Linked DNA regions of Mus musculus: regions 1, 2 and 3 are each linked to region 4. The links are chromatin contacts, called in public promoter capture Hi-C maps. All regions are on one chromosome and are shown on one strand. The core of a region is the stretch at or near the end of the contact, and the rest is flanking DNA. Distances in the headings are between cores, read along the strand shown. Region 1 has its middle 50 kb from the start of Gm46260. Region 2 has its middle 12 kb from the start of Gm46260. Region 3 has its middle 130 kb from the start of Gm46260. Region 4 holds the start of Fam114a2 (family with sequence similarity 114, member A2).

Region 1 (3,280 bases), core at 153-2,652, 1.3 Mb before region 4:
TTCAGAGTGAATCAAAGCTTCCTTCCTTGGCGGGTAGCTTAGATTGTGTTACAGAAATGGTCTGAGGATGTACTAAGCAATTCTGTAATGTTTGGAACCGGAAATCCAGTGCAGATGGGCCTTTTTTTTAAAGAAAATGTTAAAAAAAGGAGGTAATTTTGACTGTAAATGTCATTATGAAGCTCACTGCTTTGTATAATGAATATAGACTAATAATTTTTTTAAAGATTTATTTTTGGGGACTGGAGAGGTTGCTTATCTTTCAAGAACACTGGAAGCTTTCATAAAGCATATGGGTTTGTTTCCCAGCATGCATGGGGGAGCTCACAACTGTCTATAGCTCTAGCTCCAGGGGATACAATGTTCTTTTCTGGTCTTCATGGACACGTATGTGTGCTTGGTCCTCATACATAAACTCAGGTCCCCATACTCCTTTCAAAGAAGATTTAACTTTTTATTGTGTGCGTGTGTGTGTGTGTGTGTGTGTGTGTGTGTGTGTGTGTGACTGAATGGTACTTGCAGAGGTCAGAAGACAGCATCCATATGATACTCTGGAATTAGAATTAGAGGTAGCTGTGAGCCACTTGATATGAGTACTGGGAACAGAACTTGGGTGCTCTGCAACAGCAGTGGGCAGTCCTATATGCTGGGCCATCTCTCTAGACCCTGGTAAAACATTAAAATAAAGAGATGCTTTATAAAACCCAAAGGAGAAGCCAATCCCATCATAAAGTGGAAGAAGCTGAAGGGAGGGGATGGGGTCTCATTGACCCCCGTGGATCTAAGGTTCTGGGGTAGAATGTTGGCGCTGTCCATTTTTGGTTTCATAATAGGATGCATGATTGCATTCAAAGTACAGACACTGTGGTTTCTGATATTATTTTTGTCCCTGCTGAGATCAGAAAAAACAGTGATTTTCACTAAAAGCCCAACAACAGTTCTCTCCTCTACAACTCTAAGCCTCACCAATGGCAGTTCCTAGGTATTTTTCTCTCTCCTCTCTGCACTGACACTCTAATCATGATGATGGTAGTTTAAATAAAGCAGTAATAACGACTCACAAGAAGCTCTCAGTCCCCGGACTAGAAGAAAAGATGCCGCATTTGGGACTCTTAGGGTCTAACAAGGATGATTTTCTTGCTGTTGACTTATATGAAAGAGCTTATTGAGTAGGTTGGTGACAGCTCAGAGGAAACTGAAATGTATGTGAACAGTGGAGTCGACATCTGAGAACGCCCCTGTGTTGTTCACTGGAGGCAAGAAACATAGACTGCAGATTGTAGCAACTGCTAGACAAAGGGTGCTTACCAATATTGCTGGGCGAGCCTAGCACACACTGCTGTGGGCGAGCAAGGAGAGCTGGCTCGGACCTGGAGAGAACCCAAGTATCAGCGAGCAGCCATCTGGAGGATTCAGGCCTTCACAATGTGGCAATCAGATTCTCTTAAGAACTGATTGCTGGGCTTGTTAACTGGGAGGAACTGCGAGCAGTGTGTCTAATCATGGCCCGAGAACAACTTCTAGTAAATACGGACTTAGGAAGGAAAAACACTGAAGGCATCAATCTGCATCTATTGTGTCCGAAAAGGTCAGCGGCTCACTCCTTCCTTCCTGAGCTCTACAGCCCTCAGCCCTCGCCAGTGTCTACCTTCTGCTTTCCATAGCTAATTCCTGCTCTTTGGATCCTGTTTGCAGAGGGATACCAGTGGCTTAGAGAGCAGGGAAGGGTAATGGGATGTGTACCTTGGAGCTGGCTGTAATTAGTGCTTATGTTTGGGGAAGCACGGCATCCCTGGATGAGGAGTTACTGTAATTCAGGTGACAGACTGAGAAATATTCCCAGCTCATTTTTAAAGCATGGCACAGCTAAGGAGAATGAACATAATATCCCTCAAGTCAGGTTACAGGACAAACTGGAGGCATCTGCTTATACTCATGATCCCAGGAGTCCTTGGGAGTAGATGAGGGATGAGGGATGAAGGATGAGGGATGAGGGATGAGGGATGAGGGATGAGGGATGAGGGTCTTTTGAAGTCATAGGTTTAGGACCTTGCTGGGCAGCAACAGAAGCTGAGAATTCTATCCCCAAAATGAAAATAGAGAACTAATAGGTATGTGGTACCTAAGGTTCTGGCCAAGAAATGTAGTAGATAGCTTCAAAGTCATATCGAATATTGCTCATTCTCTCTCTCTCTCTCTCTCTCTCTCTCTCTCTCTCTCTCTCTCTCTCTCCCTCTCTCTCTCCCTCCCTCTATCTCTTAAGAGACTACATAATGTTATTTACACATACATGGGCTTGAATTTTGAATTATCTCTGTAGCCATCCTTCTACTGACATCATTACTTGCTTCCCTCTCTCTTACAACCACCAACCACTCCAGCTCCAGGGGATCTGATGCCCTCTTTTGGCCTCCAAGGAAAACATGCACGCAGACTTATGAAATTAAAAATAAAAACTGAAAACAAGGAAGCATTTTATTCCCTAGTATTTCTTTCTGTAGTTTCTTATCCATTTTGTTTTCGTTTCCCAGATTCCAAGCACAGGAGGAAAACCTGTGGTATTTGTCTCTGCAGGTCTTGCTTATTTCATGTAGCATGAACCTTCAGTTCCATCCATTTTCCTGCTAATGAGAAAATTTCATTCTTCTTTGTGGCTGAGCAAAAAGTCCCCTGTGTCTATGTACCAAATCTGATCCCCACATTCTCTGATGAGCTCCAAAGGCTAATTTCATAGTTTAGCTATTGTGGATCGCTCTGTAATAAACATGGCCACTCTTTTACAGGGCAGAAAACAGCAACCCAGGACTGTACAGAGAAACCTGTGGTCAGCCTATGAGTAGGTAAACTTGGAGCCTGGTCAGCCAAACAACTTTTTGTTGGCAGGGTTTTTGTGTGTGTGTGCTTCCTAAATTTAATGTTAATCAGAGCCAATCTTGACAGGCCCATCCTTTAGGGAACTTTTAGTCTAAAGATAAAAAAAGAAAAGGGTATTGATGATGATGGTGACACATGATTCTGGGAGTGGAAATGTAGCTTGGGGGTTGAGTGCATGAGCACGTACCGCTCTATAGAGGACCTGAATTCAGTTTCCAACACTCAAATCAGGCAGGCATCTCACAACCACCAGCCACTTGTAACTCCAGTTCCAGGCAATCTTATGTGATCTTCTGGCCTCCAAGGAAAACTTGTGTGTGCACATGCACGTGTACACACACACACACACACACACACACACACACACACACACAGAGAGAGAGAGAGAGAGAGAGAGAGAGAGAGA
Region 2 (3,521 bases), core at 329-2,828, 1.4 Mb before region 4:
AAACATGAGTAGTTAGAAGAAAGTTTGACGTGTCTACTTATCAAATAAGCATAGGGTCCACGACTTTTCTGGCCATGGGTTTTGACCATGTGTGTGGTACTACGTATGAGTTCTGTCCTATGAGCAGGCTTCAGATGTAATCAAGAGACTGGTTGCCTCCCCTGTCCCATCTTAGTCAGTGTTCGAATGCTGTGAAGAGACACTATAATCATGGAAACTCTTATAAAGGTCAGCATTTGATTGGGGGCTTACATAGAGTTTCTGAGGCTTGGCCTATTGTCATCAAGGTGGGAAGCATGGTGGCAGGCAGGCAGACATGGTGATGAATAAGGAGCTGAGAGTTTTATATCAGGAGAGAGAGAAGGGAGGGGGGAGGGAGGGAGGGAGAGAGGGAGAGGGAGAGAGAGAGAGAGAGAGAGAGAGAGAGAGAGAGAGAGAGAGAGAGAGATGCTCTGCTTTGGTGTGGGATTTTTGAAAACTTCAAGCCTACACCCAATAATACAGTTTCTCCAGCAAGGCCACACCTCTTAATCCCTCCCAAGTAGTGCCACTCCCTGATGACAAAGCATTCAAATACATGAGCCTTTGGGGGCCATGTTTATTCCAGCTACCACATCCCATAAAAGAGTCTCATCAAAGTTGCACAAGCGAGCACATCTTGCCTCACGGGTGGCTGCTGTTTGCAGACTCCAGCTTTGGGTCAGACCATCAGGAGCTTTCCACCCCCCCCCTCAGCCTGCTTAGCACTTTCACGTGATAAAAGCTGGTGAGCTACACAGCTTCCTGGTTAGTTCAAGGGAAGTGTGTGGTATCTCCAGCAATAGGCTCTTACTATCTAGTGACAGAGGACAACCACGGGAGTAATGGCAATAGCTTGTGTTGTTTGTTTCAGATGTCTCTGAAGCCTCTCTGACCAGTCACTTGTGAATAATACTTCTGTTTAAAGTTTCCAGATGGATGAGGGTAGAAGTTGGGGCAGGTGTGCTAACTAAAACCGAGGAGATGTGAGAAAGCCTTATGAAACCCCACTGGTTTGAACAAAGGTATCCACACCGGTAAACAATATTTCCCCAGAAGATGTGGATTATTAAATGAAAATCTCAGTGCTGAGGACAGGCCACTCTTCTGTGAGATGCGTTTAAAATCCTGACATATTGGCATCAGAAATGTAAGGTTAATTTCACATCTTCGTTTGTGGATGACATGGGAAGACATGATTCAAAGGTCCACTTTACTCCTATAGTTAAAATATGTTAGGCAAATGAGGCCAGAGAGAAATAGTCTTGCCTACTCTTTAAGGATTAATAGGCAGGCATGAAATAGGGGCCAGGGCAAGCTCCACACCTGGTTCATCCGACATTTGATCTTTCCTTCTTAGGACATGAATCTATGCATTCACACATTTGTGGTTTCCTTGGTGTAGAGCGGATTCTGTTCATTTGACATTACCTGCTTCTTCTTGATGTATTGGTATGTAGCTCACTTCTGTTTAGCTGAGCAGAGAATTACCTCTAGAGCACACTATTTGTAAGCTGTTTAAGGAATAACCACCAGATGGCGCTCTAGACTAGCGTACAAAATAGTTCCTTTAATTTTGCAGGGGCGGGAGGTGGCGCATGCAGGGTGATGGTGGTGGTGGTGGTGGTGGGGTATGAGGGGACGCTATCAAACTGATACTACTCATCAATCTGTCTTCTAAGATGTCTGAGCCATGTTAAAGTAGGCGGATGGCCGTGAGAACAAAATAACAAGACAAAGCTTGAGATTGCCTCCTGGCGATCACAGCTTAGTCGGGTAAGTGAAGTCACAGACGCACAAAATTAGGACATGCCACCTGGTCCCCTTTGCTTGCAAGTGAAATAGAGCGAGTAGTATGCGTTGGGGAGGGAGGCTGACGGCACCGTGGGAGGAAATATTGGAAAAAATACGGATGGATATCTCAGGCTGTAGTTGGGAGTGTGGGATATAGAAGAAGATGCGTGGTGGGTTAGGATATATGAGGAGGGGTGGAGGATCAGAGTAAATGGCGGGTCCACCCGAGACATTTGGTGTTTTGGAGAGGAGACCCAGTAACACTCAAGAAGGGCTGGCCTGAGAAGGCAGGGCATGAGGCTGGCTTATGACCCCAGGCATGGCAGTGACAGCCAGAGTCTGTGCCAATCTTTCTGGAAATGAACCATAGCGTCACACATACTTCCTGTTGGAACACACTCTAGGGCATGTTCGTGAGCCTTGTTGTGTGTGCCTCTGTTCCCTTAACTCATTCAGGGAGGAGATGATCTAACTCATGGGATGTAGAAATACTAAGTGTTGCATTGTTTGCTGAATAGGCACATTTCAGAGGAGAATGGGATCTAGGGAGTCAAGTTGAGGTTGATGCTGAACATTCACCCACCATGGGGCCTGTCAGCAGTACTCGTGGAGAAGTGCAGTGTCTCCCTGATTCCTTGGAGGTGCAGAGTGTAACACCTGATCACTGTGCACTGACCAACTTTATGAGAGAGCTGCTGCATAAAACTTCAACCAGGGCCTGGGGAGATGGCTCAGTGCATAAGACTGCTTGCTTTACTTGAACTCAAAGACCCGAGTTCAAATCCCCAGTACCCATATGGAGAGCTATGTATGTCTGTGCATGTGTGTAACCCCAGCTCTGTGGGGAGACTAGGAAGAAACAAAAGGCTTCGTAGCCACCAGCCTAACCCCAGGCCCAGTGAGTGACTATCTCAGGGAATAAGTTAGACAGTGACAGAGCAGGACATGAAACTTTACATACATGCCATGTAAGCATATACCACACACATAGACACTCTCTGTCTCTCCATCTGTCCTATGACTTGCACCCCCCCCACACACACACAGAGAGAGAGAGAGAGAGAGAGGGAGAGAGAGAGAGAGAGAGAGAGAGAGAGAGAGAGAGAGAGAGAGAGAGAGAGAGACTACAACATCTTGCTGAAATCTTAAATCGTGATGGTGTGGATGATAGCTTTGATCTAGTTATATCAAGATACTTGGAACTATGCTAAGTACTTTCAGGGCAGAACTTCAAGTAGTCTTCCCCTCAGATTTGTAAGACCAATTATGATGGTCTCCATTTTCTAGGTTAAGGAAATGAGACCCAAAGAAATCTTGAATCTGTTTAAGGTCCTGTAAAGCAGTGTTAGTGAAGCTGAGTACTCCCCGGCTCCTGGCCTCTTACTATTCAGTTCTTAAGATCATCGATGCATACCATGCTCTCTCTCGCTCTCTCTCTCTCTCTCTCTCTCTCTCTCTCTCTCTCTCTCTCCCTCTCTCCCCCTCTCTCCATCTACACTCAATTTACTATTCCACTTATAAATCTAGACAGGGTTTGTTAGCATCTCATGCCTAGGCAAGCCTACACTGTCAGCACAACACAGCCAGGTCTGCTATAGAAAGTCATGCTTTATTCCAGCCAATAGGGGCCTTCGTGATGCAGCCACAAGATGCTTAAGTACAGGGATGGTATCCTATAGAACCCATGTCACAGCATCATCCAATGACAG
Region 3 (3,669 bases), core at 461-2,960, 1.3 Mb before region 4:
TTCTGCAATTCTGCATCTGCCCCCCATTGGCCTCATAGGTTGCCCAGGCTCACCCTCTGCTCAGGAGCCATGCAGCTGTCTCGAGGGGAGCCCCACCTCAGACTGCTCCCATTTCCATGTCTAGGATGAGAACATTCTGTTTGGCCCTGGGCACGTTCAGATGTACTCCATCAGTTCAGATGTACTCCATCAGGACGCTTCTTGATTCATTTAAATTCTACAAGAAGGAACAGCTACCAGCTGCCACTCCGCTCGCTCGTCATCTCTCCTGGTGTCAGTCACACCTCATTGCATTTGGCAATGCATTTGACGTGGGTGACATTAGCCAGAACACAAATCAGGTAGCATCTGCCGAGAAGTGGGGAGAAGAAAAATTGCAAACACATTTATAAAAGGGAAAACAAAATCAGGGTGATATCCAGGTTGCCTTTTTGAGAGTCCCAGTTTCTGCGTTTGTGTGTAGGATTGTCAGCTTGATGTTCTAGTGTCCCAGTTTGTCTGGTTCAACACTGTTCTATCATATATTATAGAGGGAGCTCATGGCATGGAATGGACAGGAAGAATGGACCTGATGAAGAACAACCATGTGGTCCATCTGGCTCAGGATGATCCTCCTTTATAGCTGTTGTCCAGACAGGGTAGTTGGTATCAGCTCTTTCCCTTTCAGATATGTCCTGACTGGGAAGAGAGATCATTAGGTCATGTACTAATCTCATTTGATGCAAGATCTAGGAGTGATATGTCCTGAGCCTCTACAGCACAAGACAAAAGGTGAGGAGTCTAGATGGGAGACGTGACTAAGTTAGTAAAGTGGCTGTTGTTCAAATATTAGGGCTTGGCTATGATCTTTGGAACCTATGAGAAAACCTGAGATTTGTGGCCTGTGCTTATAATCCCAGAGCTGGGGAAGTAGAGATGGGCAGGTTACCAAGGCTCACAGGCCAGCCAGCCTAGCTCAATCAGAGAATTGCAGTGAGAAAGTGAAATTACAGAGAATAGGCCAGTGAGAGATTTTGTCTGAAATCAATAAGTTGGACAACTCCTGAGGATCCCCAAACCCCCAAAATATAAAGGTGAGGAAGACGTCTAAGTATTTCATGATCTCTACTTTTTATAAGCTTTCATTTGGGGATCACATCAGCAAAACAGAACTAGAGATTCAGATAAAATTGTCTTCTTGATGATGAAACCAGGAGAACAAACAATGGCGACTGTTGTTTGCTATTAGGATAGGAAGCAGTTAAGTGAAGACAAGACACAGTTCCCACACTGACATCATCATGTACTGGCCCTGCAGCTGGGAGGATCAACTTGAACCCCCATCCCTGGATTTCTCAGCTGTCCATGAGCCTGCTGGCCAATGGCAAGGATGGAAGAGTTGAGTGTAGTCAGGATTCAATGTCACAGTGGACAGAAGGGGCTTACTGTTGTGTCTGGTGGAAGCTAAGGTCTCAGAGACCAAGAGATTTGTGTATTTATGTCTGACTCATGACACACTCTGATGTGGATGCCCCAACAATTCCATATTTAGTTCCATATTTGCCCATGAGTGGCAGCAAGTGCTTATCGGATTGAGGCTGTCTGGAATCATCTCTTGTGTCTGTCTTGTGATGTAGGGCAGATCCTAGAATCCTCATGTGGGAAAAACCTGTGGTACTCCCACACCCCAATCCCTGAGTGCCTAGCAGTAGATGGTGAAGAGGTAAACAGCCTCCCTCAGACTCATTCATCATGGCTCTCGACATTTTCAGATGGAGTTGTGACAGCCAGGCAACTGTGTGTCATGTGCTTCAAAGAACAGATGGTGTCAGAAAGATCTAGCCTGCTATCACAGGCTAGCATGAAAAGCTAGGCATGTTCCCATCCATGTGAGGAGGGCAGGAACAGTGTGTGCTGAGAGGGTCCTCCTTCCAGCAGTGAGTGGGTGAAAAGAAGTGGTGGGGTGCCAACTGCCAGCTCCGTCATGGGTACATCTAGACCACTGTTTCTCCAGACCTAGAAAAGAGATACATTTTGAAAAATGCTGGGTCTTTATTTTTTAAATACAAACTCTTTCCAAGATTTTATTGAAAGAATACATTGGTAGTTGGCCAAAGGTCATAGGATCCTGAAAAAGTACCCATTAAACTGAATATTTGCTTATTCAAATTATTACTGTTTAGCAGTGCAGTTGAAAATAACAACTCATATTTATTGAGTCCTGTGTATCAGACCTGAGCTTATTAAAAATATTACTTTAGACTTTTGAAATAGGATCTAATGTAGACTAGGTTGGCTCCAAACTCATTATGTAGCTGAGAATAGCCTTGAAATTCTGAGCCTCCTGTCTTTACCTCCTGAGTGCTAGGATTGGGATCACAGGAATATTTTACTATTCCTGGTTTATATAGTGGTAGGACTCAAACCTAGGACAGGCCCTCTATGGATTGAGCCACATGGTCTGCCCCAGGCTCTGAACCAAAAACTTTAAATTATTATTGCATTATGTATTTAACAAATCACAGAATATCTACTATAGATATTCTGACAATTTCAAACTTAACTGTAAAGAAACTGGATGAAAAGCCCAATAGTTACATTTGCTAATGTTCTGACACTGACTATCATGAACTAAGTTAGCAAGACATTGGGCACCGTGTTCAAGGATGGAATAATACCTAGCAGGAAGAGTTAACATATTGAGGATTCAGAGGCAACCCTGGCCTAATGGAGATTCTCAGGTTTTCCTAGCCTGGAAGACAGGGATCTTCCAGATGGGTGTATCTTCTCTTCTTTTACGGAGAATCTATTTTATTTTTCTTCTGGGAAAGATAGACAAACAGACACAGACACCCAGAGAGACAGGGACACACACACACACACACACACACACACACACACACACACACACACATACATACACACACACACACACACACACACACACACACACACACACAGAGGATTGCAGTAGTGGGCAGTCAATGCCTGGCCAATACCCTTATTGAAAGTTCACTTTCTTGCATGCATTCCTAACTATATTCATCTTGCATCTTATCACAGCCACAGAGACATCCATAATGCAGTGGTTAATGGCTGATCGCCTTCATTCATAAAGATGAGAGGGCTGCAGCTTTACTCAGTGACCCAAAGTAAGTTGTATTTCTCCAGCTTATTTATTAACTTAGAAATGATCCTCTGTGGTTCCATCTCCACAGGCCATGTCCATGAAGATGTATGTATCTGTCTCATACATCTCATACATGGAAAACATACGGGCCTCTGAAGAGCTGTGAGAATACTGTCTCCTTTCTCCTGACTATCTTGTGGTGAGTCACCTAATTTCTTGTGACACAATGCTACTCTGTGTTTGGCTGTGTATGACAGTGGCCAGTGTTAGAATTCAGAGACAGCAATGTAAAACTCCTGTATGGATTTAAGAGTTTGGAGTTGAATCAGCTTAAATCTGGGATCCCTTGGGAATGTATGAAATTATCTCACATGGTGTGGTGTGTGCATAGGGATGTCATAAGGCCTCTTCCTGAGGTCTGTGGGGCAAGAGGAGGGTGATGCCACCGTTCTCCGAAGTCAGATGCCACAAACTATCTTCTCAAACATAATTGCTCATAAATGACTAAGATAGTCACTTGGTCAGCACAGCACCGTGTAATGAGTTGCTTTGCTTTTCAG
Region 4 (3,339 bases), core at 665-3,164:
ACAGGGACACTTAAGTAGGTAAGACCTATCTGGTGCCAAATGGCTGCTGAATCCTTTCGCATTTGAACAGCATTCTCTCATACTCTAGTATCTCCAAATTTATAGTATTCTTTTATAGTAATCCAATTAGACCATGCATGCATCTGTGTTTGTAATGTCTACCTTAAATATGCTTAAGATTTTAACGAATGAAAATGCCAATGAGATAAAGAAAAGTTCAGGCTTATGACAGTCAATCTCAGTTGCCAAACTGATATGCCTAGAACCACCAGAGAGTCCTCTGGGCACATCTGTGGAGACTGTCCTGCTGAGGTTAACAGACTCGGGAAGACCCATCTACTGTGGGTGGCACAATGACAAAGGCTGGGATCCTGGAAGGTGTCAAAAGGAGAAGCCAGCTGATGGCAAGCATTCCCTGCTCTCGGCTTCTAGACTGTGGGTGCAAAGTGACCAGTTTCCTACGTGACCTTCCTGCCACTGGACAAGCGAACTGTGACTCAGAATAAGATCGCCTTCCTTGTTTCTGTCTGGGTATCTTATCACAGCAACAGGAAGGTAAACAAACAAAGGGTATGGAGACAGCACAGAAGAAAGGTCAGGGAGCCATGATATAATCCCCTAGAGTCATGTCTCTATTAGGGAAGAAGCAAGGGTGACAGGCTAGAAAGGTAGACCAAGAATATGCTGCCTAGTGTTCTCCCTCCTCTCCTCTTCTTTTTCTGCTGCCATCTTGTCTCTCCCTCCCAATAAAACCTCTTCCACGTGAAAAAAAAAAAAAAAAAAGGTGTTGCCTAGACTCTATGGGTACACGATATGCATATATTAAACTGTCCCAAAAACTCATAGAAAAAAAAAATTCCATACACAAGTACCAATTGCCATGCAAACTAACTCAGAAAAATAGAAAAATAACTCGTTTAACTTATTCATGGCAAGAACCTTTTGCATATGGACCCAGTTCTGGAGACAGAGAAGATATGTAAGGCAATTTCTGCCCCTGTCAGTCCAAAGGCTGATCTAACAAAAAGACACCGACATGCTTGCCCAAAGTTCAGAAGGTGTTCTTGCAGCTGTATAGACACTGTTTTAGAGCTACCTTTTTCTTCTTTCTCCGAGTTACAACATATAATATATAGTCTCTCGATTTGCTCTATGTAAGCAAATAGAACGCACATATTGCATACGTTCATTTAAATTTTATGAAACTAGAACATTCCGATTAGTAAACTCCAGCTGTCCCTATTATTTCACTTGCACAATAGAGATTTTAATAAGCATCGAGGACGTGCCAAGAGTTTAGGCTGAGTCAGGAGACAAGATTCGTGAGTGGTGATGTCCCTCTCCACCGTTCCTATAAGTAAGATTAAACACATACCAGACATACGGAATTGTACTATTTAATGTTTTCCGGGTATGGTTTTTCCTGATTGGAGGAGAACAATCCAGGTGACTGGAGAAGTCAAACAAGGCGCCTCACAGTCGAGACACAAATATGCCCAGAGCACACGCGTGACCATCGCCTTTACCCGGAGGCGGCGTGGCTGGCGTGGCTGACTAGCTGGAAGCCGAGCCTGGGGTCAGCGCTGCCGCCGGTCCGTGCGACAGGGAGCCCCAGCTGCAGGCTGCGGCGACTCCCCAGCTAACGTGGCGGGTCTCTCGTCTCCGCACGTCCGCACGCAGGTCCCACCCCCAGGCCTCAGGTAAACAAGCTCTCCAGCCCTTCGGCCGGCAAGCCCACCAAACATGGCTGGAAGCGTTGCAGCCCCTCAACCCGTGACCCCGAGACCCCCCAGCCTTCGCCGCCCTCACCCGGAAGCCCCACAACCCCGACACCGCCCCTCACCGCGGCCACCGCCGCTCGCTCGCCGATCCGACCCGACCGTCGCGGAAGTACTCCTGACCTCAGCGCGGAGGCGGGGTCGCCGTCGAGGAGTACTTCCGGGTCAAGCATCCTCTAGGGCGGAAGGCGCTGACTGCAGAGAGGTGAGTGAATCCGCTGCTCCGGTGGCTTCCTGAGAGGTAAAGGATGCTTGAAGCTGGACACGGGGGATGCCAGGATGTCCGCCCTCCGTGAAGGCTGGGTGTGGGTGTCGGGGTTCCGCCATGAGGTATTTCCAGAATACTCGAGGGCCAGCGACGATCCGGGACACAAACTGGGAATTCAGGGCGGGCCCTGCTCTCAGCTCACTGCAAAGGTGGTGAGGAAGGGAGACCACCACCATCAAAACAACGGAATCTGAGGGGGTAGTTAAGTGCTTTCGTCCAAGTTTAAATGCGGTGATGGAACGGAACTGAGTGAGGAAGTGAGAAGGGGGAAGCCTGCCTGTAGGGAGGAGGAGTAGAGGTTTTGAATAAATAGTAAAGGGAGACGGGGGGGGGGGGGGGGGGCGGAGAACTTGGGCACTGGGTCTTTGTGAGGTCGGTGACCAGGCGTTTGACTTAAAATTTGGAACTCGATGGGAAGTAATTGATAGTTTCTAAGCAGGAGAGTGATATGCTTTTGATTTGTAATTTTAGATGTGCAGTGCATCGCTTCATTTGTCCCTGGGCAGTTTATCCAAGAAGACATTAAGCAAAATTGTGTTAAAATATGGGGTGGGGGGGGCACCTGAAACCCTAAAGACTTGCTTTCGAGTGTCTCGCTGTTGTGTTGTGTTGGTGTATAGCTAAGTGGGAGTGCGTTTGCCTGTCATGTGCAAGACCCTGGGTTTGATCCTGAGCACAAAAAAAAAAAAAAAAAAAAAAAAAAAAAAAAAGGAACAGATTCCCCTCCTCTGTTCAATCCCTTACATCAGTGTTCAGATGTAACTGCCACTTCCTAAAACCCTTCAAATGTTTGACTTTACTTTCAATAGTAATTCTTTACATTTCCGTATGCTGATATTCTCTACGACCTTACTAAATGCCTGTTCCTTTGAAGATTTGCAAGTTCAAGGCTAGCCTTGGCTACATTGTGAACTCTAGGCCAGCCAGAGCTAAGTAACCACATCCTGTCACAAACAAAAACGTCTGGTCCAACAAATAAACCAGAAAAAAGATTTCTTCTGGTTTTCTTTTGTAAAGGAAAAATGTATAGGAATGTATCTTGGGCCACTAGTAACTGTCTTGTCTTTTACATGTTGCCATTAGTATTATAGTGACAATTCTGAAAAATTTTGGTCTTAGAGTCCATTGCACTTAAACTTACCAAGAATTTTGAAGAGTTTTGTTTAAATAGATTACTACTGCCAGTACATTCCATTTAAGAAATCAAAACTACTCTCAAAAAAAGAAGTAGCTTTAAAATGGTAAGTCACTAAATGATAACTGACATTTCTATAAAGATTATTTTCCAGGTGA

What was found. Promoter capture Hi-C pulls out the DNA fragments that hold promoters and counts their contacts.
Region 1: a promoter capture Hi-C map of hippocampal neurons shows a contact between it and region 4, with 11 times the contacts expected there. The contact joins the enhancer-like site here to the promoter of Fam114a2 in region 4. A contact is called at or near these places in 5 of 39 promoter capture datasets (the 3T3-L1 cell line, cranial neural crest, hippocampal neurons and 1 more) and 4 of 115 datasets of contacts at active chromatin or transcription factors (differentiating embryonic stem cells, embryonic forebrain, embryonic limb bud and 1 more).
Region 2: a contact with region 4 is called in a promoter capture Hi-C map of hippocampal neurons, with 30 times the contacts expected there. The contact joins the enhancer-like site here to the promoter of Fam114a2 in region 4. A contact is called at or near these places in 9 of 39 promoter capture datasets (the 3T3-L1 cell line, 3T3-L1-derived adipocytes, the SN4741 cell line and 5 more), 1 of 484 Hi-C or Micro-C datasets (nephron progenitors), 10 of 115 datasets of contacts at active chromatin or transcription factors (differentiating embryonic stem cells, embryonic forebrain, embryonic hindbrain and 6 more) and 1 of 9 other capture datasets (adipose tissue).
Region 3: a contact with region 4 is called in a promoter capture Hi-C map of hippocampal neurons, with 8 times the contacts expected there. The contact joins the enhancer-like site here to the promoter of Fam114a2 in region 4. A contact is called at or near these places in 3 of 39 promoter capture datasets (the 3T3-L1 cell line, frontonasal cranial neural crest and hippocampal neurons) and 2 of 115 datasets of contacts at active chromatin or transcription factors (embryonic forebrain and stem cell-derived neural progenitor cells).

Annotation. Positions count from the first base shown.
Region 1 is chr11:56,168,404-56,171,683 of GRCm38.p6, forward strand. No RefSeq gene overlaps it. Among named protein-coding and RNA genes, the nearest start is that of Gm46260, 50 kb to the left of the region's middle. Within about 2 kb of position 1,403, at least 23 of the 459 cell types and tissues checked have an H3K27ac peak or open chromatin away from gene starts, as enhancers often do. A contact at or near this core is called in hippocampal neurons, where this site is marked.
Region 2 is chr11:56,129,878-56,133,398 of GRCm38.p6, forward strand. No RefSeq gene overlaps it. Among named protein-coding and RNA genes, the nearest start is that of Gm46260, 12 kb to the left of the region's middle. Within about 2 kb of position 1,579, at least 9 of the 459 cell types and tissues checked have an H3K27ac peak or open chromatin away from gene starts, as enhancers often do. A contact at or near this core is called in hippocampal neurons, where this site is marked.
Region 3 is chr11:56,243,396-56,247,064 of GRCm38.p6, forward strand. No RefSeq gene overlaps it. Among named protein-coding and RNA genes, the nearest start is that of Gm46260, 130 kb to the left of the region's middle. Within about 2 kb of position 1,711, at least 13 of the 459 cell types and tissues checked have an H3K27ac peak or open chromatin away from gene starts, as enhancers often do. A contact at or near this core is called in hippocampal neurons, where this site is marked.
Region 4 is chr11:57,516,730-57,520,068 of GRCm38.p6, forward strand. It overlaps Fam114a2 (family with sequence similarity 114, member A2), which reads right to left and starts at 1,915. Exons shown (of 14, transcript NM_026342.3): 1 at 1,844-1,915. Mfap3 (microfibrillar-associated protein 3) reads left to right here and starts at 1,936. Exons shown (of 3, transcript NM_180599.1): 1 at 1,936-1,983.